4 separate regions of the Mus musculus genome follow, and all the other regions are linked to region 2. A link is a contact called in public HiChIP or PLAC-seq and promoter capture Hi-C data. All regions are on one chromosome and are shown on one strand. Each heading gives the region's core, a stretch centred on a gene start, on an enhancer-like site or on the middle of the called end of the contact. The rest is flanking DNA. Distances are from core to core; before and after follow the strand shown. Region 1 holds the start of Hspb1 (heat shock protein 1). Region 2 holds the start of Ccl26 (chemokine (C-C motif) ligand 26). Region 3 holds the start of Ssc4d (scavenger receptor cysteine rich family, 4 domains). Region 4 holds the start of Dnajc30 (DnaJ heat shock protein family (Hsp40) member C30).

Region 1 (6,422 bases), core at 1,726-4,225, 320 kb before region 2:
AAAACAGTTGGGTTTGGAATGTGCTATATAGCCAAGGCTGTCCTTCAACTCCTGATCTTGCAACCTAATGCCTCCTAAATGCTGGGAGTACAGGTGTGAACTAGGGCATAAACTGAGGGTCCCGGCACGAGATGTATAAAGTAAGGCATGACCCATGCAAGGCACGGCTGAGGAGAAAGATTTTATTGTAGATATAGGGGGAGGAGACCAGCCAGAGGCAGCTGGAAGAGTCCAGAGCAGGGAGAGAAATTAGCAGATTGGCCACGGCCTGTGGACTGGACCCGCCCATGAGGTAGGGGTGAGGGGGAGCAAGAGAGAGAGTGAGGCAGAGTGTGGACAGACCAAGGGAGGAAAGAGGGTGTACAGTCAACTAGGAAGGTTAAAGAGAGGCTAGGGAGGGAAGCTGCGCTGAGGTTAGTGTAGGGGGTGGGAGAGGAGCTGGGCTAATACGGAGGAAGCCTGGAGGCTAGCCTGCACTTTGATATGCTAGTAGGGACAGTGGAGAAGTAAATTTCTCTGTTCATAGAGAACAGGACCAGAGGCTGGGAGAGAGGGGGTTGCTTTGGATCTGACTGGCTCTTGATCCTTTTTTTTTTTTTTTTTTTACTCTTAAGATATTTTCATGTGAAAAAAAAAAAAAGATGTTTTCATGTGTCCCAGGCTGGCCTCAAACTAGCCATGTAGCCCAGGATAACCTTGAACTCCTTTCTGATCCTTTCTCCACTTCTGGAGGGCGCCACCATACCCAGTTTATCCAATGCGGGGGATCAAACATTACTTCACGGATGCCATGCAAACCCTCTACTGAGCTTCTGTTTTGTTTTGCTCTTCTGTTTGTTTTTGAGACAGCAAGTACATGTGTGGCCCAGGCACTCATAGAACTCACCCTGTAGCCCAGGCTGGCTTCAAATTCACACTGCTTTTGCATCCGTTTTTGGATACTGGAATTACAGGAGATGTAATTATACCATCATTATACCCAGCCTGGTAAACTTTTTTTTTTTTTTAAGATTTATTTATTTATTATTATATGTACGTATACCGTAACTGCCTTCAGATGCACCAGAAGAGGGTGTCAGACCTCATCACGGGTGGTTGTGAGCCACCATGTGGTTGCTGGGATTTGAACTCAGGACCTTCGGAAGAGCAGTCAGTGCTCTTACCCGCTGAGCCACCTTTCCAGCCCCCCTGGTAAACTTTTAATCTCCAGGTTATCTCTTTTCCCACAGGAAGGGCCTGAGCCCATAGTGAGCACTTAGCAAAGACCCCAAAGGGTGTTCCAATTTAGCACACCCATCCCTAGCCCACCATAATAACTCTGGAGTCAGACGGTGGTGAGCAGTAGCTTGCAACTTTTATTTGAGAAAAACAGCAGGTAAATGTATGTATCAAAAGAGCGCACAGATTGACAGAGAGGGGTGGCCAGCAATGGCTATGGGAGATAGGCAGCAGGCTGATGGCTTCTACTTGGCTCCAGACTGTTCAGACTTCCCAGCTTCTGGGCCCCCAATTTGGGCGCGGGCCTCGAAAGTAACCGGAATGGTGATCTCCGCTGACTGCGTGACTGCTTTGGGCAACGGAGCCTCCACGGTAAGTGTGCCCTCAGGGGATAGGGAAGAGGACACTAGGGTGGGGTCCACACCTGGAGGGAGCCTGGACACACAGAAAATCAGGGCAAGGGTTACACATCCCTCCTGACCCGGGGCTCTTCGCCCTCCGCCCTGGGTCCGCTCCCCCTCCCCCCCACCTCCCCGCCCTCCATGCAAGGAATCAGAACTCACGTGTATTTCCGGGTGAAGCACCGAGAGATGTAGCCATGTTCGTCCTGCCTTTCTTCGTGCTTGCCTGTGGGTGGGGACAGAAGGTCAGAAGCAGCCCTCTGCTGTCCTAGCTAAGGAGTGGCTGGGACCCCCCAGGGAGGCAAACAAACCCGAGTGCGGCGGGGTGCCTGACTGTCTGGAATCTTAAAACTTTCCAGAAACTTCCCTTCTGAGATTTGGGATGCGAAGGGCTTGGCTCTGACCCAGACTTGGATACCAGGGTAGGTATACTCAAAGCCTCTGCGGCTGGGTCTAGGGACCCTGATCCTGCCGCTTGCTTATTTGGGAATGAGGTCTTCCAGAAGGTGTGTTGGGTCTTCCTTCATTTTGTTTCTGTGCTGCGGGTGGAACGCAAAGCCTCAAGGCCTCCCGGCAGGCCAGGCGAAGCTCTACCCTGAGCTACATCCCCAGCTGTTGGTCCATATCATCGAAGATGACAGAGCTTTTAAGAGCAACCTGCACCCCGCGTTCCGGGGCAAGAGAAGCAGGCAAAGGAGAATGATGCGGGCTCCGGGTCCCTAGGTTCATTTCTAACTTCTCAGGGTTCTATTCCTCAGGGTTTCAGCCCCCACCCTCAGCCCCCCAGCCACCACTCTCGCCTCGGCAGCTTCGTCCCCTCTGGGCACAAGGGAAACTCACCAGTGATCTCCACCACGCCTTCCTTGGTCTTCACTGTGAGCTCCTCCGGAGCGAAGTGGTTGACGTCCAGGGACACGCGCCAGCGATCAGCCGTCTGTCGGATCTCCGAGACCCCGCTGCTGAGCTGTCGGTTGAGCGCTCGGCTGAAGGCTGGTGCGGCCAGGGTCACCGCCGCGGGGCCCTCGGCGGTCGCGGCGGGCAGCGGGCGCACGTATCCGGGCCACCCAGCGGCGCTGAACCACTGCGACCACTCATCGGGCAACCGGGGCACCCCGAAAGCTTGATCGAAGAGGCGGCTGTGTGCAGGGTACCAGTCCCGGAATGGTTCCCAGCTCGGGCTCCGCAGCAGCGAGAAGGGCACGCGGCGCTCGGTCATGTTCTTGGCTGGTCAAGGCTGAGGATCTAGAAGCACTGGGCTGAGGATCCGAGAAGTGCCGGACTGGAGCCCCAGCGTGCTTTTATGTGTGCCCAGCCGGGTATTTTTAGCAGGCGGTGCTTCAGGTCTCTATTAATGGCAATGACCGTCTCAGGGGCCGCCCCTCGCCGCCCCTCCCCTCTGCATTCCTCCCCCTAAGCTTGCAAAGGGGGCGGGCAGGCGGGGCCAGGAAGGTTCTGCCCCCATCTGGAAACTTCTCTTGTTGAAGAAAACAAATGACGGCGTAATACCGGTAGCTGGAGCGATTCCCACTGTCGGGTTTAGGACACTGCTGGCTGAAGGGCGGTGGCCTGGGGCCAGCCCCATTTTTTATTGAGAATAACCAGGAGAGGTTAGGTCTTTTGTGTCGCAACTGGGAAGCAACTGAACCTGGTCTGAACCAGAAGGAGGCCCGTGGGAACACACATGTCATGGCACACCTGTGGAGGTCTCATGACACCGGCAAGATAGCTGTCTTCTATAGTGTATCTCCTGGGGAGCAAAGGCTTCGTGGCAGGCGCCTTAGTGTTCACTGAGTATCTTTCTGACCCAGAAACTGACTTTCTTTCTTCTTTCTCTCTTTCTCTCTCCTCTCTCCTCTCTCTCTCTCTCTCTCTCTCTCTCTCTCTCTCTCTCTGAAGTAGGATTTTTCTTTTTTTATTTTGATGCTTTTTTTTTGTTTTGTTTTGCTTTGCTTTTTTTTTTTTTTTTTTTTTTTTTTTTCTGAAGACAATGTTTCTCTGCATAGCCCTGGTTGTCCTGGAACTCACTTTGTAGACCAGGCTGGCCTCGAATTCAGAAACCCGCCTGCCTCTGCCTCCCAAGTGCTGGGATTAAAGGTGTGCATCACCACCGCTGGGCTATTTGATGCTTTTTTTTTTTTTTTTTTTTTTGGTTTTTCGAGACAGGGTTTCTCTGTATAGCCCTGGCTGTCCTGGAATTCACTTTGTAGACCAGGCTGGCCTCGAACTCAGAAATCCACCTGCCCGTGCCTCCGGAGTGCTGGGATTAAAGGCGTGCCCCACCACACCCGGCCGCTTTTTTTTTTTATTATATATATATATATATATATATATATATATATATATATATATATAATGTGTATCAGTGTTTTGCCTACATGAATGTCTGTGTGAGAGTGTTAGATCTTGAGTTACAGAGAGTATCAGAAATTGGAATGCCAGGTGGGTGCTAGAATTTGAACCTGGATACTTGTACTGGCTGGTTTAGTGTCAAATTGATACAAGCTGGAGTTATCACAGAGAAAGGAGCCTCCTTTGAGGAAATACCTCCATGAGATCCAGCTATAAGGCATTTTCTCAATTAGAGATCGGGGGGGGGGGGGCATTGTGGGTGGAGCCATTCTTGGGCTGGTAGTCTTGGTTCTATAAGAGAGCAAGCTGGGCCAGGTGGTGGTGGTGCACGACTTTAATCCCAGCACTTGGGAGGCAGAGGCAGGTGGGTTTCTGAGTTCGAGGCCAGCCTGGTCTACAGAGTGAGTTCCAGGACAGCCAGGGCTATACAGAGAAACACTGTCTAGAAAAGACCCCCCCCCAAAAAAAAAGAGAGAGAGAGAAAGAGAGCGAGAGAACAAGCTGAGCAAGCCAGGGGAAGCAAGCCAGTGAGAAACATCCCTCCATGGCCTCTGCATCAGCTCCTGCTTTCTGACCTGCTTAATTCCAGTCCTGACTTCCTTTGGTGATGAACAGCAATGTGGAAAGTGTCCGCTGAATAAACCCTTTCCTCCCCAACTTGCTTCTTGGTTATGATGTTTGTGCAGGAATAGAAATCCTGACTAAGACAGTACTATAGGAAGGGCAGGCAGTGCCTCTAACCATTAGACCATCTCTCAGGAGACATCGAACCTGGAACCTGCAAGCTGGATGAGTAGGTATCCCCTAGTATCCTCCTGGTTCTGCAACTGCCCCACCCCAGCGCTTGCTCGGACAGGAGGCACAGGCCACACTCAGCTCTTTTTTGGTTTTGTTTTCTGTGTGGTTGTGGCTGTTCTAGAACTCTTTAGACTAAGCTGGCCTGGATCTCACAGATTGGCCTGCCTCTTCCTCCAGAGAGCCCGGCTTAAAGGCAAGCAGCATCACATGGGGCCACCCTCAGTTTTTATGTGGGTTGCTGTGTGTTAAGTACAAAAGAAACTGGGGTCAAAGGGCTATCTGTGGTGTCTATTAGCATACCAAAGAGCACCCTGGCCTGGGGGCTCATGGCAATAGGAATACTCTTCTCAGCCCTTCTCACCCTGTCCCTTACCCCAAACTTCTCCAGCTCTTGGGGCTCCCCTCTCCCAGCTTCTCATCCCTGTATGTGCTCTCTTGGTCCTCTCTTCCTCATCCCTCTCTCTTGGTCCTCTCTCCCTCATCTCTCTCTTGGTTCTCTCTCTCTCTCTCACATCCCTCTCTCTTGGTTTTCTTTGCCTCATCTCTCTTTGCTTTGTTTGTTTTTTGTTTTTTTGAGACAGGATTTCTCTGTATAGCCCCTGCTGTCCTGGAACTCACTCTGTAGACCAGGCTGGCCTCGAACTCAGAAATCCGCCTGCCTCTGCCTCCCGAGTGCTGGGGTTAAATGCGTGTGCCACCACCACCCGGCTCTCTCTCAACTATTGTCCATGCCCAATCTGCCCGCCATATCAGTTCTGGACTCTTGCAGATGCCCCCGGCTGTACTCTCTCATCATGTCCTCGGTTTATACACTGCGGACCCAAACTCAGTCCCCATGCTTGCGCAGTCAGTTCTTTATCCACTTTGGGATCTTCCGAGGCCCTTGTTTGTTTTGTTTTCTGTTCCTTTGGTTTTGTCCTTTGTTTGATTGTTTGTTTTGTTTTTTGAGAATATGGTCTCATGTAGCCCCGAGTAGTCTAGAATTCTCTAAGTAGCCAGGAATGACTCTAATTCCTGATCTTCCTGTTTGTATCTCTGAAGTGCTGGGATCATAGTCACTTGCCACCACATACAACAGGAATGTCGTATTAAACAGCCTGGTGGGCTCATTGGGAGAGTCAGTTCCCAGACCACCAGACTGCTTGAGTTTCTCTGGTTCTGTGGCCCGGTGGGGGAGTCTGTAAAAGTTACATTCTCCATTCTTTACTCTCCCTCGGCAAGATGGGAATGACGAGGCTGCTAATAATGCTGATGTCACCGGGCAGGCATGAGAGTCAGTGACATCATATAAGTGAAGATGTAGCCCAGGGCCTGGTGAGTCATAGTTAATTATTGGTTCCTTGTTATCCACCTTGGTTATCCGTCACTAGGGTTGAGCCTTCCCTATCCCTTAGGGGGGTGGACCTGACAACGGAGGCTGCTTTCAAAGTTGGAGCAACCCTGCTGCCTGTGTTTCTCAGGACTGGGAAATGGACCACTCTCCCAAACCCTTACTGGGGGGGATTCTAGTCAGGGGCTCTACTACTGAGCCACGCCCCCAGCCCCTCCCTGGGAGATTCTAGGCAGGGGTTCTACCACTGAGCCACGCCCCCAGCCCCTCACTGGGGGATTCTAGGCAGGGGCTCTATCACTGAGCCACACTTCCAGCCCCTCACT
Region 2 (6,267 bases), core at 3,432-5,931:
TGGAAGCAGAGATTTAGGCCTCGTCTCCTTAACTGCCATTTTAAAACCTACCATGGAGTCAGCCTAGCCTTCTCACAGGTTCCTGCCCTTTTTGAGTTCCTGTCTCCACTTTCTTCAGTGATGAACAGTGATATTTGAAGTGTAAGACATATGAACCCTTTCACCCCAACTCACTTTTGGTTGTGGTGTTTTGTCGCAGCAACAGAAACCTAAATAAGACACTAGGCAAATACCTTACCAATTGAGCCATACATGTCCTCAGCCCTAACTCCTAAGTGATGTCAAGTCCTGTAGAACATACCGATATACTCAAGGTGCCATGGGAATTGCCCAGCTGTTATATTTGCCTGACTAATCATGTCTCAGAACAGGTGCAAGTCTCCTAGGCAACAAACTGGCAGCTTGTTTTTATGCTGTGCATGTTGTAATCTCTAGACTTCCATTTTCCCCTTTGGGCTCTAGATAGTTTGGAAGTGGTTTTTATGTTCTTCGGCTACGCCTCTCCTTATCTACTCAGCTGAGACTTATCTGTTACTCTGGTGTTCTCCCTTAACTATGGAGCCAGTTTAACAAACTCTGAGGTTTGTTGTCATGGTGGAAAGGGATAAGGCTCTGAGATCCTTCAGAATAAGACAGAGAACACTTTCAGCCTTAGCTCTTACCTTGAATGAATTAGCTCCCCTGTCTTTCGATCTCCATTTTCTTAGATAGCTAAGGACGATAACACATAACAAGCTCAGGCTAGAACAGTGGCTCAGCAGTAAAGAGCACTGGCTGCTCTTGAGAGGATGCAGGTTCAAGCCCATGTACCCACATGGCCGCACACAACTGTCTCGAGCTAGTTTCTCGCCAGCAAGAACACACTCGGACAACCGGATTCTTCTGCAGCAAAGCTTTATTGCTTCATTAGGAGGAAGACCCCGAACCCGGAAAATGGTGCTGCTTATATACCCCTCCGTGTGGCGTGTCAGCATCTGATTGGTTGCTTGCCCATCACCCCATTACTACGCCCCGGGATGGGCAGTGACTTGGCACTAATTTACTCTTGCACCTGCGCACATTACTTTTTTACCAGTTAGGCACTACGGAAGCTAGCGCCATCTTGTAATGGTGATTACTCCCGGCTCTCCACACACAACCATCTACAACTTCATTCCGGGGAATCCAATGACCCCCTTTTGGCTTCTACAAACACTGCATACATCCAAGGAACAGATATGCATGCAGGCAAAACACTCATACACAGAAAATAATAAAATAATTTCAATAATAGCAATTTCCCTCAAGGAACTGAAGAGTCATAAGAACCTTGAAACAGCTGGGCATGGTGGCACACGCCTGTAATCCCAACACTTGGGAGGCAGAGGCAGGCAGATTTCTGAGTTCGAGGCCAGCCTGGTCTACAAAGTGAGTTCCAGGACAGCCAGAGCTACACAGAGAGACCCTGTCTCAAAAACAAACAAACAAAAAAGAACCTTGGAACAAAGACTTTCTTTAACATTTTAAAAGTATTTTTATTTTATGTATATGTCTATAAGCATATGCGTGTGTGGGTCAGTGCTCACAGAGGCCAGAAGAGGACTTCAGATCTCCTGGCCATTATAAGCTACCCCATGTGGTTGCTGGGAGCCAAAAGGGTCCCGCTGCAAGAGCACCAAACACTCTCAACTGTCGAGCCATCTCTCCAGCCCCCAAAGTTTGTCTTTAGCTAGCTAGACCTAGTAATATGCGGCTGTAATTCTATTATATGCAAGGCTGAAGTCCAATCTGGGTTACATAGCAAAAGCATATTGAAAAAAATTAAGTGTATGGACTGGGCTGCCCTTGCCTCTGTTCTGTGCTTAAAAGTAAGATTCTGCCCCACGCCATGCCCTGCTCATGTATTTGAATGCAGGGAACCTGGCTGCTGTGGCTGGGAAGATTTATGAAGTCTGTGAAACCTTGGAAAGGTAGGGCTTAACTGTAAGGAGAAGGTCAATAAAGGGTAGACCTTCCAGCTCCTGGTGGGGAACCACTTCCTCTCCTGTCTTTGCATTTTGACATGGTTATGTTTGCCTGTCTACACAGATGGAAAGTTTCCTGGGACTCAGAAACCCAGGAACCACACAGCTCTGAGGTGGGACAGTGTCCTAAAGGAATGGTATCCTGAGACACAGAGGCCCAGGAACCACACAGCTCTGAAAGGAAGCCTCCTCAGCAGAGGTGTTGCAGCTCCCGGGGAGGGGGATCCTCAGCTACCCTAAGGACTCAGGACCCTCGGCCCTGCTCCTGCTCTTTGCTTCTTCCCTTCTTCTCCTTATTGCTTCCTGTCTTCTTTTGATGAGAGAGTCACACCAGGCAACAAATCTCATAAAAGAGATTTGTTAGAGTGTCCAGGCAGAGGAGGGATAAACCCAGAGTGGCTGCCTATGCTCCCAGGAAGGAGCAGCCAACAGCTGGGAATTGGACAAAGTACAGTGCTTAGATAGGGATGCTTGGGATGCTGAGCTTTCAAAGATGGAGACTTCCAGGGTGAGGACTGATGGGATTTCAGGGCATAAGCTTGGGGGAGCTCAGGGATTGGTGGGCTTTCCTGTTCAGGGATTGGTGGGCTTCTGTGGGAAGATCGGGGATTGGTGCCTTTTGTTCAGAGTTTTCACCTAATTAGCATAATCTGGGGAGGCTCCTGTTGAGGGGCTATAGATGACCTTTGTGACAGTTACAGAAGCTGGACAGTTAGAGAGGTCTAGGAGAGGGACCTGGCTGCTAGATCTGGTGGGGGTAAGGGTGACCACATTCTAGACTTGAGGGTTTACAAAGTTTAGAAAGTATACAAAGTTTACAAAGAAGTTCAAGGCAAGGCAAGCCTTCCTTGCTCTTAAGTGGCATGAATAAGCAACAGGTTCTGAGCACCTACTGCTTCTCCAGAGGACTCAAGTCCAGTTTCTAGAACCCACCTCAGGAGGCTTACAACTTCCTATAACTCTATCTCCAGGGGATCTGACTCCTACTTCTGGTCTCCACAACACGCTCACATACACATACTTGCAAGTAGAAATAAAAGTAAAAATTAATGAAAAAGCCAGGTATGGTGGGGCACACCTTTAATCTCGGCACTCAGGACGCAGAGACACATAGATCTCTGTGAGTTTGAGACCAGCAGGGTCTACATGGTAAGTTCTAGGCTAGCAAAAGGTATGTAGTGAAGTCCTATCTCAAAAACTAAAATGACTCCTTAGAGTTCTTGTTTCTAAATATAGGCACATTGAAGATTAATGCTCCAATACGTGAACTTAGGGGAAAGAGAACACACTTCAGTCTGTAACATGAGAGCCATAAGGAAGGGAACCTGGACAAATGAGCTAGTCTATTCCAGTCTCGTGACCATGACAACAGAAGAATTTTAGAAGGGTATCCATGGTAGCAGAAGTTCAAATGGCTAGCCAGACCTTGAGAAGCACCCCAGATGGAAGGGGGGTTCTGGATCGTCCATACAAATGTAACCAGATCCCAGCCAGCAACCTGGAGGGTATGGAGCAGAGACTTTAACCATAGGAGAAGCGGGCAGCTGAACAGGACCCAGAGGGGTTGAGATGAAGGATATGCTGGAGTGCGAGGCTCTGGGTTGGATCTCCTCCACCAAGACAGGAGAATGAAAGTCTTGGACAGAGCACTGTGCACGCATACTGAGAAGGTAGATTACAGCAGAAGCCTGATTATGGACACACCCCTTACATGGAGGGATCCTGGTGTTTCATAAAAGAAAGTCAACAATGACTAACCATGGAGGAAGACAGTCCTAGACAGAGCCATAGTGAAACACTGGACTCTGGGCACACGTGTAACCCTAGTTCTTGGGAGGGAGAAGCAGGGAGATTGCCGTTTAAAAGTCACCCTGAAAGGCAATGAGATCCTAGCTCAAAAATTCAAAGGCTGTACTGGAGAGATGGCTCAGCAGGCAACGGCACCTGCAGCCAAGCCAGATGACCCGAGTTCAATTTCCAAGACTCACAGGATGGGAAGAGAGAATAGACTCTTCAAATTGTCCTCTGACGCGTGCGCGCGCGCGCACACACACACACACACACACACACACACACACAGTCCTTACGCATGCTCACACATGCTGACCCCCCCAACCCCGACAACAAACACATAAATAAGTTATTTTTCAAATCAAATGCAGGGATGTGGTTTAGTGATAGAATGCTTGCCTAGAATTTGTCAGGGATGGACTGGGGCAGGGGTACAGTTACCCATCTAGCCCAGTAAGAGGCTGGTTAGCATGGCTCAATAACAGAGCACAGACTGAGCACCAGGCATCAGTGCATCTCTCTCTGCTTCCTGACTGGATGCAATGACATCAGCCGCCGCATACTTTGCCGCTGTGGACTTCTTATCATGAACTGTGCCCTCAAACCATGAGCCAAGACAGTCCCCTCTCTGTAAACTGCCTTTGTCAGCTGTTTCATTATGACAACAGGGAAAGTAATACAGAAACCGTCTATAAAATATAGGACATGAGCCAGGTGATGGTGGCACACACCTTTAATCCCAGCACTCAGGAAGCGCTTCATGTCCTCCTCTGACCTCTGCCTACTCATGCCCTCATGCACTCACAGAGTCATGCACCACACACAGACACACACACACACACACAGACACACAACTACTTTGTTTTCAACCTTAAGTTTCTCTAGAATGTTCTTCGATTTGGGTCTCCTTGTTCTCCTGGCCATCTTCCTCAGTGTCCAGCTTGGTGTTGCCACATGTATGTAGCTGGTTCTCCTTCCCCTTCCCCCTGAAGCTCCTCCTGTCTGACAAGACCATCCCACGGCCCTTCCTCTGCCTGTTTTTAGGTGGGAGCAGCATCGCTATGTCCTGCTGCCCTAATTTCAGCTACTATGTGATCCCATGGAGCTGGGTGTACAGCTATAAGTTCACCGACAAGAGCTGCACCAGTGACGGTGTGATGTGAGTGTTTCTCAGTCCAGCTTCATCGGCCACATCATTGAGCAAGGGACTGGTGGGTTGATGCCCTCAGTGACAGACTGGGCCTCAAGATGGGAATCTGGAAAGAGGGTATCTGTTTTACTGCTGGTCTCTAGGATAAAATGCATTGATGAAAGGATCATAAGGGAGAAATTCCAGGTTATAGTCTGTTCTAGTTTGCTTCCTGTTACTATGGTAAATACTATGCCCAAAAGCAACTTGAGGAGGAGAAGGTTATTTTGGGTCGCACTCCATCACTGAGGGAAGTCAGATCTCAAGGCAAAATTGGAAGAAGAGAACATTAAAGGATGCTGCTTACTGGGTTTGATCCTGTAGCATGGGCTCTGCTAGCATTCTTGTATAGTTCAGGCCTAGGGATGGTGCTGCCTAGAGTTGGCTGGGCCCGCCCACATCAATCATCAATGAAGACAAGTCTTCAGAGACATGGCCACGGGCCAGTCTTATTGAGGCAATTCTTTGAGGTTTTTTCAGATGACCCCAGTCTAGGTCTATATTGACAGCTAAGAAGACACAATCCACCATTGCTGGGGGAAGTCAACGTAGCAAGATCTTGAAGCAGCTAGTCATATTATATTCACAGTCAAGAGCACAGAACAATGAATTGATTCACTGCAATACAGCTCAGCTTGATTTCTCTACTCTTAGTTCAGAGTTCCCTACCTAAAGAATGGTGACGCTCATGGTGGGCAAGTCCACTTCAATTAATATACTCAAAATAGCCCTCACAGACATGTCCACAGGCCAACTGAATCTAGACAATTTTTTATCAAGATATCCTTTCCAGATTATTTTAGTTTTTTAAGTTTACAATTAAAAGTAACCACCACAGTAGGTAAGAGCCCAGTCTCTGCACAAATACATGTGCCTTTGGGGTAGTTAAGACTCTGACTTTCAAACTATATAGCAGGCCCTGCTCTAAAAGCTGGGTATAAAATTAAGAGTGCAGCCAAGTGGTGATGGCACACACCTTTAATCCCAGCACTTGGGAGGCAGATGCAGGCAAATCTCGAGTTCGAGGCCAGTCTACTAACCTAGTTCCATAACAGCCACTGGTACAATGAGAAACCCTGTCTTGATTAAATAATAATAATATTAATAATAATACCAAGAGCTGAATATGTTGGTGCAAACCTGTAACCCCTGTAGTCAACAGGCTGAGGTGGAGAATCATGAGTTTGAGGCTTGACATGGCTACATGGTAAGACCTTGATTTAATAAAAAGAAGCATGGTAGAATTGTGAGTTTGGTGAGATGGCCCAGTAGATAAAAGTATCT
Region 3 (5,954 bases), core at 3,445-5,944, 410 kb before region 2:
TTTATTAAGTTGCTCCTCTTGGCCTTGGACTCACTCTGTGGCTTGGGAAGCCTGAACTTCACAGTCTTCTGAGTCTTCTGGCCTCAATCTCTCAAGTAGCTGTGATGAAAGGCCTGGCCATGGAGGCTGGACTTTGCACGTTAAAGCCTGGTGGGCCATAGTTTTTCACTTTCTCCCCATCCCCACCCGGTGTGCTCAGAGCTGTATGGTTGGATGTTGGAAGCTCAAAGCTCCAGGCTTCTCTCCAGGTGTCATCATGGGCCTGGGAGGGGACCCTGGAGAGAGACTTAGGAAGACACAGGGGTTTTCTTAGAATCAGCTGGAGGACTCCTGGCAAGTGAAGACTAAAGAGCCATTAATTAGGTGTCAAGAGAAAATATATGTGCCTGGGACCTATTCAACAGCTTGTCCCTTGGGGTAAACTCCTCAGTTATGAGCAACCCCTGCCAGGCAAAAGCAAATTAAGTTAATTTGTCTATTTTATGTAATATATATATATATATATATACATATACATATATATGTATATTGTTTTTTGTTTGTTTTTTGAGACAGGATTTCTCTGTGTGTATTTCTGGAACTCACTGTATGGACCAGACTGGCCTTGAACTCCCAGAGATCTACCTGCCTCTGCCTCTGAGTGCTGGCGTTAAAGGTATGCATTGCTGCCACACACCCCTCCCCACTTATGTATCATAATTTTATTTTACTTTATTTTTAATGGGGGAATATCACAATGTTCCACAACTAATATTCGGCAGTCCTATTTTTCAAATCTGGGGAACCTGCAGGGGCTAGCACATCTGTAGTGCAACGGAGGGACCTCTCCCCTAAGAAAGAAAAAGAAAGAAGAAAATACACATACACACACACACACACACACACACACACACACACAACAGTCCTCATCATGGTATTTCCTCTATCAGGGAAATATTGATATTTTGCTTTTTCAGACAGGTCTTGCTGTATAGCCCAGGCTGGCCTAGAACTATTACATGTAGCCCAAGCTGACCCTAAATAACAATTCCCCAGCTTAGCTTTCCTAGTACCAGGATTGCAAGGTATAAGCCACCACACCCCGTTTTATTTTAAAACACATTTACTTTGTGTGTATGGAGGGGTATTCATGTGCCACAGTCTGCATGTGGGGGTCGGTCAGAGGACGACTTTCGGGGGTCAGTTTTCTCCTTCCATCTTGTGGGTCCCGGAGCTCCAGCTCACGCAGTTAGGATACACGGCGCATGCCACACGCACTGAGCCACTTTGTCAGCTTCTAGTCTTCTTGCTTTTACTTTGGATGGATCAACCATGCTACCTGACTATAGTTTTTTGTTTTGTTTTGTTTTGTTTGTTTTACTTTTTAGAGCTGTAGTCTTACTATATCACTTGGTCTAGCCTTGAACCCTGGGCTAGAGTAATTTTTCCGTCTCAGCCTCCAGCCTTTTGCCACCCTCCTAGGCCTCAACATTTTTTTCTGGTGGATATATTTACATAAACTATTTGGGGAGGGGGAATGACAGGGTCTTACTGTGTATCCTAGGCTGGCCTCAAAATCAGAAGCCTCCCACTGCTGCCTCTGAGGTGCACACACTAGGGAGGCAGAGGCAGGTGAATTTCTGTTAGTTAGGGTTACATGGTGAGACTCTATCTCAAAAACAAACAAACAAACAAACAAACAAATGAATACATAAAACTCCAAAACTCAGGAGGCAGAGGCAGGTGGATCTCTGTAAGTCTGAGGCCAATTCCAGGCCAGCCAGAGTCACATAGTGAGATCCTGTCTCAAACAAACTGCAGGATCTTCCTGCCTCTGCTTTGAGTGCTATCATTCTAGACAGGCTATTGCCCTACCCAGCTTTGATTTCTTATTTTATTTTTGAGACACTGGGGGTGCAATCAAGGGCCTTGTGCAGGCTTTGGTTTTAACATGGCTTGGCACAATTATCAAAGAACAAACGATTCACCTGAGTACATCCTTGGGTCAGTGCTCCCTCCACTCATGGGGCGTAAGCAATGAGCCCTGGTTAGGCAGAGGCAGCTGTGTGAGCCAAGATGGAGAAAGACGCTCAGGTGGGCCTGCAGAAATGCCCAGGTCCTGGGAGATGAGCCTCGAAGGCTGGTGAGGCGGGCCAGGCAGGACCCTGAGGGTGCCAGGCTAAGCCGCTGGCCATGGCGCGTGAGAGTATTAACTTGCTGAAGCTGATACATGATACATGATACATGGTACATGGTACATGGTACATGGTACATGATACATGGTCAGCACTGGGAGGGAGGAGGGATGGACGCCTATCAGAGGCAGCTGTCGACAGTGTTGTGATCATAAAAGGAGAAAGAGCTATCAAGATATGTTCTGTCTGGGTGTGGGGAAAGGGGGTGTCTCAGCGGGCCCATGCCAAGGCATCCCTTCCCCCTGAGAGACCAGCCACAGGACTGTATAATATAGAATAGAGTTTATTCAGAGCATGGGGAGGGGAGTTAAGAGGGTAGCAGAGGGAGAGAAAGGCAGAGAGAAGGAGAGAGCAGAGAAGTAGAGGCCGGCCATGACCACATGGAGAGAAGGGGTGAGGGAATGGGGAGAGAGGGGGAGGAGGAGTAAGGAAGGGGGCAAGAGAGGGAGGAGGGGGCAAACATCCCCTCTTACAGTGTGCCAGGCCTACCTGCCTGCTGCCAGGCAACTGTGCGGGTGGGGTCCAGACAGATAGCACCTCTCCTGGCAGGAATTACAGAAGGGCTAATGGTTCTTAGGAGTCAGGGCCTGGGCTTGGGAGCCTGCCCTTGGCAGGCTTGTTACCCAAGGCTGTGTTTGATGGCTGTGCTGGGAACAGAAAGAGAAGGGCTGGATATGTACGATCAGAGTTAACCTGTGTTTCGAACTCACATCCCCATTCCTCCCTGAACTGGGGTAACCTGCCTACCAGGGGGGAAAGCCAGAGATTTGTAAGGCCTGGGGGTGACACACTCCTGAAACACGGCGCTTGGGGGACTGAAGCAGGAGGATTGTATTTGAAGCCAGCTTTGGTTATGAAGTAAGAGGGAGTCTGGCAAAAATAAACAAGAGCAGCTGATGGGATGACTCAGCAGATGACTCAGCAGATAAAAGTGCTGTCCTCAGAGTCTGAGGGTCTGGGTTCATCCCTGGAATCCACACAAAGGGGAAGGAAGACTGGAGAGGTAGCTCAGAGATCATGAGCACTTCTGGCTTCTCTAGAGGTCCAGAGTTCGGTTCCCAGCACCCATATCGGGTGGCTTACAAACCATCTGTAACTCCAGCTACAGGGGATTTGACCTCTCCGGGCCTCCTCAAACCTCCGTTTGCACATGGAATACACTAACACACACACACACACACACACACACACACACACGTACACATTAATAACCCTTTAAAGAAAAATATCTGGGTAGTGGTGGTGGCAGCGGGTAGCATGCACCTCTAATCCCAGCACTTGGAGGCAGAGGCAGGTGGATCTGTGTTTGAGGCTAGCCTGGTCTACCGAGTGAGTTCCAGGACAGCCAGGGCTACACAGAGAAAGGAGTCAGTAGTTAGAAGGTTTGATGATCCTAGAAGACCTTAGTCTGGTTCCCAGCACCCACAGGGCATCTCACAACCATTTGTAACTCCAGTCTCAGCAGACAAGACACACATAAACTTATGCATGTACATATACATAAATAAAATATACAGGGAGGGTTAGAGAGATGGCTCAGTGGTTAGAGAAATTGTTGCTATTGCAGAGGACCCAGGTTCTATTCCTAGTGCGTACAGGGCAGCTCACAACTGTCTGCAGTCAGACTCAGGAGCGCCAACGCCCTCCTCTCACCTCCAAAGGCATGAGGCCTGAATGCGATACACAGGCATATATGCAAGCAAAACACTCACAACTGGGGGAAAGTTTTAATTCTAACAAGATTTTGTTCTTCTTGGTGTTTTATTTTTGTTTTGTTTTGTTTTTGAGACAGAGTCTCTATATAGCCTTGGCTGTCCTGGCATTCACTATGTAGATCAGGCTGGCCTCAAACTCACAAAAGATCCACTTGCCTCTGCCTCTCTCTTTTTTTTTTAATATTTATTTATTTATTATATGTCAGTACACTGTAGCTGTCTTAGACACTCCAGAAGAGGCATCCAATCTTGTTACGGATGGTTGTGAGCCACCATGTGGTTGCTGGGATTTGAACTCAGGACCTTTGGGAGAGCAGCCCGTGCTCTTAACCCCTGAGCCATCTCACCAGCCCCTGCCTCTGCCTCTCAAGTGCTGGGATTAAAGGAGTGCTGCACCAAGCCTGGATTTTCGATATTCTGTGGAGTCTGGGGGTTGAACTGAATTTGCCAGGCCTGCGCAGCCATCAACTTCACCCTCTGAGCCACCTGACTTATGCCGATCCTGATAATTCCCCCCTCCCCCACCTTCACCTCTTTATGCTGCGAGAGGGTCTCACTAGGTAGCTGGGGATAACCTTGATCTCGCACTGTAACCCAGGCTGCTTCTCCATCACCAGTGTCTGATGCTCGGCTGTCCTGCACAGGGGTGAGGAACCACTCGGGCTTCTCTGCAACCTGAGCCCAGAGGGGGAGAGATGGCAGGAGGAGGGGCACCTGGCCTCCTAGCTCCTCCTCTTCCTCGGTGCCCTTCCTCCGGGGCTGCTCACCACACTGCGGACCACTTCCACTGTCCCTTAGCCTCTCTGCCCCCAAGGTCAGGTGGGGACAGGCTGGGGCCACCGGCAGCTCCATGGCCAAGGACACTGCCTCTTCTCTCCTTCTAGCTACGGAAAGAAAAGAAGAAAAGTCTGTGCTGATCTGTATCTCGGGGGCCCTTCCCCCTCCTAAAGTCCCTGGAGCAGAGGCAGTGATTGAAACTTGGATTATCTGGAGGGAAAGAACCCAGAACATCCCTACAGGTATGAATGCTTCAGTTGTGTGTGTGTGTGTGTGTGTGTGTGTGTGTGTGTTCTCTCTGTGTAATAACAATTTCCTTTGAAAACCTCCAGAGCCCTTTCTTTAAAAAAAAAAAAATTCTTAATATTGCATTTATTTATTTATGTGTGTGCAGGCATGCACAAGTGACAGTCACAGGGCAACTTGCAAGAGTGTTTTGCCTTCTGACATTTGGGTCCCAGGAATTGAACTTAGGTCATCAGACTTGGCAGCAGTCACCTTTACCTGCTGAGCCAACTCATTGACTACTTCCTGAGACCCCTCTGTTTCATTCTATGACTTCATAGCCACAATTTCACTCAGCCCATCAACAAACATTTTCTGAACATCATATGCCACGTACAACTATTGAATGAGATCTGGCTCTTGTCTTGGAGGTCAGACGGGGGCAGTCATAGCAATAGCTAAGCACATTAGAGCGGGCCAGACACTGGGGAAACCTTTTATAAACATTACCCATTTAATATGGCAACAAGTATAAGGGAAAGAATATGGGACCCTTTTGCCAATAAGAACAAAGGCTTCACAGCTCCTAATCACCTGCCCCACCGGGGCTAAAAGGAATTCTGAGAACATTCAAGAACCCTGGATCAGAAGTTAAGAACACCTACTGCTCTTTCAGAGGACCAGGGTCTGATTCCCAGCAATCAAATGGCGACTTACAGAGCTCTATAACTCTAGTCCAGTGACCTCTTCTGGCCTCCCGAGACACCAGGTACATATATGCTGCCTATATACACCTGCAGGCAAGACACCCGTACTCATAAAACAAGAAAACACATTTTTAAAAAGACCCCTGCAAGACAGATGTGACGTGGCAAGTGCCTTTAATCCTAGCATTCAGGGGTGGAAACGGAAGGGTCGATCTGAGTTCAAGGTCGTCTTTGGCTACTTAAGAGTTTGAAACCATCTCTCAAAAAAAAAACAAACAAACAAGCCATGGCCATTTAGGACAGGGATGAAGCAACCTCTATTGCTGTCCCTGAGAATAGGACAGGAATGAAGTATA
Region 4 (6,407 bases), core at 3,591-6,090, 500 kb after region 2:
AACATAGTGTTTTTGTTTTTGTTTTTTTTTTTTTTTTTTTTTTTTGATGTGTGTGTGTGTTTGGGAGAATATACTTCTCAGCTTGCAGGGCATCAGGTATTTTTTTGTTGTTGTTGTTTGGTTTTTGTTTTTTTTTGAGACAGGGTTTCTCTGTATAGCCCTGGCTGTCCTGGAACTCACTTTGTAGACCAGGCTGGCCTCGAACTCAGAAATCCACCTGCCTCTGCCTCCCGAGTGCTGGGATTAAAGGCGCGCGCCACCACGCTCGGCAGGTATTTTTTGAAACATGGTTTATCTGTGTAGTCCTGGCTGTCCTGGAACTCACTCTGTAGACCAAGCTAGTCTTGAACTCAGAGATCAGCCCGCTTCTGCCTCCAGAGTGCTGGGATTAAAGGCGTGCAACTTCACTACCACCCAGCTCTCTGCCTAGTGTTTTGAGGCAGGGTCTCTCCCTGAAGCTGGGACTCATATTTTCTTAGCTATAGAGCCCAGAAATACTCATGTCTCTGCCCAGCTCAGAGCTGGGGTCACAGGGGTAAGTGGGACAAATGGCTCATTACCTAGATACTGAGCTCTAAACTCCACTCCCCACAACTACACACCAGGTGCTCTTAACCGCTGAACCTCCTCTCCATCCCAATTGGGTTTTACAAAATAATAGTACTAATGATGATAATGATGATGTCTTCTCTGGACTGCTCACTATGTGGATGCTCAGACGGAAAGATTTTCTCGTTGTTGTTTGTTGAAGATTTTCTTTTCTTTATATGTCTCGGTGTCTCTGTGTTGTCCTGTGTGTCTGTGTGTGCGCGTGTGCCTTTGGATGCCAGAAGAGGGCATCTGATCCTTTGCAGCAGAAGCCCATGGGTTTAGAGAATTAAGCTCAGATCTTCTGAAGAGCAGGAAACTCACTTAACTGCTGAACCATCCCTCTAGGCCCAAATCTGCTTTTTAAAATGTGTGTGTGTGTGCGCAAACATGTGTCTGTGTCTGAGTGTAATATCCAGAGACTAGAAGAGAGAGTTGGAGTCCTTAGAGCAAGCAGGTGTCACAGGCCATTGTGGACCACTTTAAATGAGTGCTAGGATTTAACTTGGTTCCTCTATAGGAGTAGTTCATGCTCTTACCACAGAACCATCCCTCCAAGCCAGACTCTATCCTGCCCTCAGCTTCTGTTGTAGTTATGGTTTGCGACAGGATCTCACTGTGTAGGTCTGGCTGTCCTGGAACTCACTGTGTAGAACAGGTTGGCCTTAGATTCACAGAGCTCCACATGCCTCCTGAGTGCTAGCATTAAAGGCTTAATAACTGCACCCAGAGAAGGCACTGAACTTCTGGTCCTTCTTCCTCCGGTTCCTGTGTACTTGACTTGCAAATGGCACATTGTAGCCACCATTTCCACTATTGCCTCGATAGAGACAGAACCCTGGGCCTCAGGCATGTGCTTCCTATGATGTCACCCACAGGCAGATGCAAGTGTGACTTCATCACAGGGAAGCTCCACTGAGAGCTGTCCAAATCTGGAATTCAGTCATTTTAATTCATCTATGCAGCTGGAACCCAGGGCTGCGTAAGCACTCTACCCAGTGAGCAGCACTCCCACTTCTCTCTCCATCTTTACCCACTGGAGACAATGGCTGAGGGAGGCCCACGACTTACCAACTCTCCCTTCTCCCTCTTCTTGGGGTCTGGTAACCTTCCAGGAGACACATAGGTTCAAGGTACAGGACCTCTCATTTCCCAAAATGAGTGTTGGTGGCCATTCTCATGATGCTGTGGGGAATCGCCTGGGTCAACCCTTTTTTTTCTACATTTATGTACATTATCTACTTATGCTTATTTCATCTTGCCTGAGGTATGAGGATGCACTTGGGCACACACATCCTTTCTTGGACGGTAGAGGAAGGAAGTTCTCTCTCTCCTTCTATCATGTAGCTTCCAGAGACGCATCTCAGGTTGTTATGCTTGGCGACAAGACAAAGTCCTTAACCCACTGAGCCACTTCATAGGTCCCATTTTCTCTGTTTGAAACAGGGCCTCACTATGTAGCCCTAGCTGGCCTAAAACTCACCATGTAGACCAGCACCCTGTGGGTGAGCTCGTTTCTGCCTTCCTGGTGCTAGGATACATGTGTGGAGCACCCTGCCCAGGTTCTACCTTCCTTGAGACAGGGTCTCACTGTATAGCCTGGGCTGGCCTTAAGCTGGAGAACTTCCTGCCTCAGCCTGCCACATGCTGGGATTATACAGACGCTGTCACATCCTGTCTCGAATCATACTGGAACGGTGACAGAGGCCAAAGGTGCACCATGTGGATGACCTGCCAGAATGTGGGAAGGAGGAAGGAAGGAAGGGATCAGAGTGTATCAACACCATGATAGGATTTTACCCATTTCCCACTTTAGCAGTCTGGCAAGAGAGCGCCAGATACATGCATCTTTGCCTGTCATCTTCCTGATTGAGCCTCATGTCTGCTGCTCACTCGGCCTTCCTATACATCTGCACTCATCTCTTCAGCCCCACCTTCCCCTGCGGGGGTGGGGGGTGGGGGGTGGGGGGTGGGGGCTGCTCTCCAAGGTAGGACTAATGTCCATTGCCAGGACAGAAAACCCTGTAAAATCTTGGGAGATGGGAAGCATACAATGTTACCAAGTGAACCACTTTCTGGCAGTTCTCCTGAAAGCCTCCTTTATCCCTGTGGGTCTGTGGCCCATGCTTGCGGTCCTAGCCCTCAGGACACTGAGGCAGGGGATGGAAAGTTCTAGGCTAGTCTGTGATACAAAGTTGATATTGTTTCCAAAATGTGCCAAGATCACAGTGCCATGAAGCCTGGTTTATGTGGTGCTGGGGTGGAACTCAGGGATTTGTGCATTCAAGGCATGTATCCGATCCACTGGGCTACAGCCTGAGCTCTGAGGTGGTGCTGGAGTCTCTTGGCTTTGCACACGGCCCCTGTGTGTCACTTTGTATCCTTTTAAAGACAGATCTTGCTAAGTGATTGGTCACAAACCCCCAGACTCAGCCTCCCTGGATTAGAGACCTACCCTTGGTCTATACCTTGACCAGTGAGCCTACTGCTTCTTCTAGGCTCAGATTACTCACACAGTCCAGGAGCCTCACTAGAGGGATTTGACTTAGGGCGCTTGTGATCAGCACCATAGATGAGAGGACCACACTCAAGAACTCAACCTCCAAGTCTTGTCACAGTTAACAGGCTGCACACTTAGCAATGCAAGCAGCTAGCGAAAGAAAGACCAAGGACAGGCATGCAAGCTGCCCCAAGATGAACTTGGCTCCAGTAACACCACCCTACACCACCACTGTGGAGAAAAATATGAAGGACAAATCATATCCTTCTGCTGTTAGGTTCACACAGCACCCAAGGGCACTCCCTAGACACAGAACTGCATTCCTTACCCTCAAGCCTTTGTTTTTTTTTTTTTTTTTTCTCACTTCCACACAACAGAAATGGTGTGGTACAGAACTGAGGGGAAAAAATTGGCAATCTTTGACTCTTTTTCTTAGTGGGGAAGGAGGACACAAAAGATAACAGAGTTGGGGCCTAAACCCTGTGCCTTTTGTTGCTAGCATTCTCTCACAGAGCTACATCCCCAGCGTCTGCTGGATCTTTGATCAAGTCTCACCTGTGGCTTGGGGTAACACAGAAAAACAAATTTCACTCGAGTCCCCAAGAATTAAATCTTTTTGGCATCGGACAACCAGTCGTATTGCACAGTTCAGCAGTTACAGGGGAAACACCACCTATTATACAGACATGTGGCAGGGGACAGGGCAAATCTTGCTCAGGGCTTCTGGTTAAAACCGCAGCAAGTGTTCTGGGAGTTGGCAACTGAAGGTAACTTCTAGAAATGAACAGGCACCCAGGGGACTCTGGAAAGCACTTAAATTTCTGGTCTTCACAGGAATCTTTATCCGGGGGCCTCTTTCTTGGCCACTGAAAAGCGTCTTTTTCTGGACCAAAGGAGAGGGATGTGTTGATCACTGGCCAGGCTGGAGGGTGTGAGGAGGGTCAAGAGAACACCACTAGAGGAAGTCAAGTCAATCGCAGACCAATGGTTCAAAGGTCTAGAAAGGAAGGTTGCTTGGGCTGGATCCCTTCCCCTCCTTTTCTCCGATTAAATACGAAAGCCAACAAAGACGAAGATAAGGAAAAGGACGACAAAGAAAGTGGCGTCTCGTGTATCGTCCCAGCTGGTCCCCTTGTTGGCCTGGTTCTCCTGCTTTTTGCGAAGGGCTTCCCTCCGGGCGCGCAAACGCCGTTCTCTCTCTAGCTGCTCTCCGTAGTGCGCCTGGTAGAAGGCGTCAAAGTCGAACATGGTGCGACCGTCGCCGGGAGAAGCCCTAGAGCCACCGGGAGCCCGAGGGGTGTAGGGAGGAGGGCGAGGAGGAGCGGGATCGGCCACGGGCGTCTTAGAGGGCTTGACGCCAGGTCCGCGCAGGTCCTGGTCGCTGAGCAAACCTCGGTCATACTTGCGCCGGAGGATGGTGCTGCCCAAGACCAGGTAAGCTTCGGAGACGCGCGTGAAGCGCTCGGCGGCCTCGGCGCTCCCGGGGTTGCGATCCGGATGGTAGAGGAAGCTCTGCCGGTAGTACGCCGCTTTGATCTGTGCTTGCGTGGCCGTGGAGGGGACGCCCAGCAGCTCATAGAGGGCGGTGCGGGAGTAAGTCCTCCCTCGCGAGCACAAACCCGTGGCGGAACTCGGAGGCAACCCCCGGACCTGCCACCATCTCCATAGCGGTGACAGGGTCCACCCCAGGCAGCGCGCGGCCGCCATGTTGTGGCTGGGAGGGGGCGGCGCCGAGGCAGCCAATGGAGGCCTCGAATCCTGAGCGGCGTCCCCACCTTCTAGCCAATCAAATAAAAGGAAAGGCGGGGGAAAAGGTCCGCCTGAGGCGGGCGCAGATTGATGACGTCAAAGCGTCGCGCTAGTGCTCGCCGGTCCCAGCGTTGCCATACCATCGAGATGGCATCTCGTAGCCGGAGACCCGAACACAGCGGACCGCCGGAGCTGGTGAGAGCCCCGCCAGGTCTTGGTCTTTTTCTAGAATGACTGCTTTTGGATTCTTCCCTTAAAACTCCCATGTGTTTTTCTCTTCTCAACAGTTTTATGACCAGAATGAAGCCCGGAAATACGTTCGCAAGTGAGGAGAGCATGGCTGTTGAGCGGCATCGCGGGGGTCGGGATCGGCGAGTCGCCCCGATTATGGGCGTCCCTTGGAAAGCATGTAGAATTTGGGAGTGTGTGTGAGTGTGTGTGTGTGTGTGTGTGTGTGTGTGTGTGTGTGGGTCTGCGTACATGCAGTTCTGCCACCGGTAAAGGGAACTTGAAGCCATTGAGCTCCTGGAAAGATCTTGCTACCTCAGTGTGGGTATATTCATCTCCAGTTTACCCTGGGTCGTTTGACAATGTGTTTTAAATATGTGGTAAAGTAAGCAATAGTTAGAAGATATGATAAGGTACTGTCATACTGCATAAGTGGTCTGTCACTGAGCGATACTTCCTGCCCCTCGCTTGGGGATTCTAAGTAGACATTTTACTTTTGAGGCACACCCCTAGCCATTCACTGGATGATTCTGAAAAGCACTCTACCATTAGGCTACACCCCCGGAAGGAATCAGTACTATTAGAGAGAGGACATACTCATTGTGGGTTTATTGTGATCTTTATTTAAATGCATGATTGCACTGAGTTGTCATGTCAACCATTGACATAAATAATATCTGAATCCTCTACATGGTAGCTTATTTGGTTTTGTTTGTTTGTTTGAAACCTGGTCTCATATTGCCCAGAGTATTCTTGAACTTGCTATGTAGTGGAGGTGATTGAATTCCAGACCCTCTTGTCTCTACCTTACTAGTGGTAAAATTGCAGACATGGTCCCGCACGTATGGCTGTATGGAACACTCTTCTGTGGGGCTGTTTACCTTGATTTTTGGGAAGACCAGGTGTGGCCATTCTCTGTTCAGTATGGCAGTCAGTAGCTAGCTATTAAAACTGTAAGTCAAAATGGCCTAATGTGAAGAAATGAGCACACATACACACAACACACACACACACACACAACACATTCACAATTTTATACTGATTATGTACTGAAATGTCATTTTGAGTATATTGGCCTAAAAGTCATTCTTTAGTAACTCTAGAGTTAAGTAAGTTGATTATAGTTTATTTTGCTAATTTTTTTGAGATATGGCCACATTATCATATAAGGCTGGCCTTCTGCCGTCTGCATATGGGGATTCCAGACATGCACAGCTATGCTCTACTGTACTCTGATTTACTGTCTCTTCCCCATTCTTCCTGGCTATCCTTCAACTCACAGAGATGAGTTTGGTTCTGTGGAGACATGGACCTCGTGCTGGCATTATACTGTGTTTTCTCA

What was found. Promoter capture Hi-C pulls out the DNA fragments that hold promoters and counts their contacts. HiChIP or PLAC-seq counts read pairs in DNA pulled down with a chosen protein or histone mark. Capture Hi-C pulls out chosen DNA fragments and counts their contacts.
Region 1: a contact with region 2 is called in a promoter capture Hi-C map of liver, with 3 times the contacts expected there. The contact joins the promoter of Hspb1 here to the promoter of Ccl26 in region 2. A contact is called at or near these places in 5 of 39 promoter capture datasets (the 3T3-L1 cell line, the HPC-7 cell line, cranial neural crest and 2 more), 1 of 115 datasets of contacts at active chromatin or transcription factors (pancreatic cancer cells) and 1 of 9 other capture datasets (adipose tissue).
Region 3: a promoter capture Hi-C map of pancreatic islet shows a contact between it and region 2. The contact joins the promoter of Ssc4d here to the promoter of Ccl26 in region 2. A contact is called at or near these places in 4 of 39 promoter capture datasets (cranial neural crest, liver and maxillary cranial neural crest), 1 of 115 datasets of contacts at active chromatin or transcription factors (pancreatic cancer cells) and 1 of 9 other capture datasets (pancreatic islet).
Region 4: a contact with region 2 is called in an HNF4G HiChIP or PLAC-seq map of pancreatic cancer cells. The contact joins the promoter of Dnajc30 here to the promoter of Ccl26 in region 2. A contact is called at or near these places in 2 of 115 datasets of contacts at active chromatin or transcription factors (microglia and pancreatic cancer cells).

The regions. Positions count from the first base shown.
Region 1 is chr5:135,884,472-135,890,893 of GRCm38.p6, reverse strand. It overlaps Hspb1 (heat shock protein 1), which reads right to left and starts at 2,975. Exons shown (of 3, transcript NM_013560.2): 1 at 2,460-2,975; 2 at 1,782-1,845; 3 at 1,331-1,653. The coding sequence starts at 2,835. The coding sequence ends at 1,464.
Region 2 is chr5:135,561,983-135,568,249 of GRCm38.p6, reverse strand. Ccl26 (chemokine (C-C motif) ligand 26) reads left to right here and starts at 4,681. Exons shown (of 3, transcript NM_001013412.2): 1 at 4,681-4,750; 2 at 4,839-4,953. The coding sequence starts at 4,681.
Region 3 is chr5:135,973,216-135,979,169 of GRCm38.p6, reverse strand. It overlaps Ssc4d (scavenger receptor cysteine rich family, 4 domains), which reads left to right and starts at 4,694. Exons shown (of 11, transcript NM_001160366.1): 1 at 4,694-4,908.
Region 4 is chr5:135,062,639-135,069,045 of GRCm38.p6, reverse strand. It overlaps Dnajc30 (DnaJ heat shock protein family (Hsp40) member C30), which reads right to left and starts at 4,840. Exons shown (of 1, transcript NM_025362.3): 1 at 3,681-4,840. The coding sequence starts at 4,795. The coding sequence ends at 4,136. Bud23 (BUD23, rRNA methyltransferase and ribosome maturation factor) reads left to right here and starts at 4,087. Exons shown (of 13, transcript NM_025375.4): 1 at 4,087-4,522; 2 at 4,871-5,032; 3 at 5,125-5,162. The coding sequence starts at 4,985.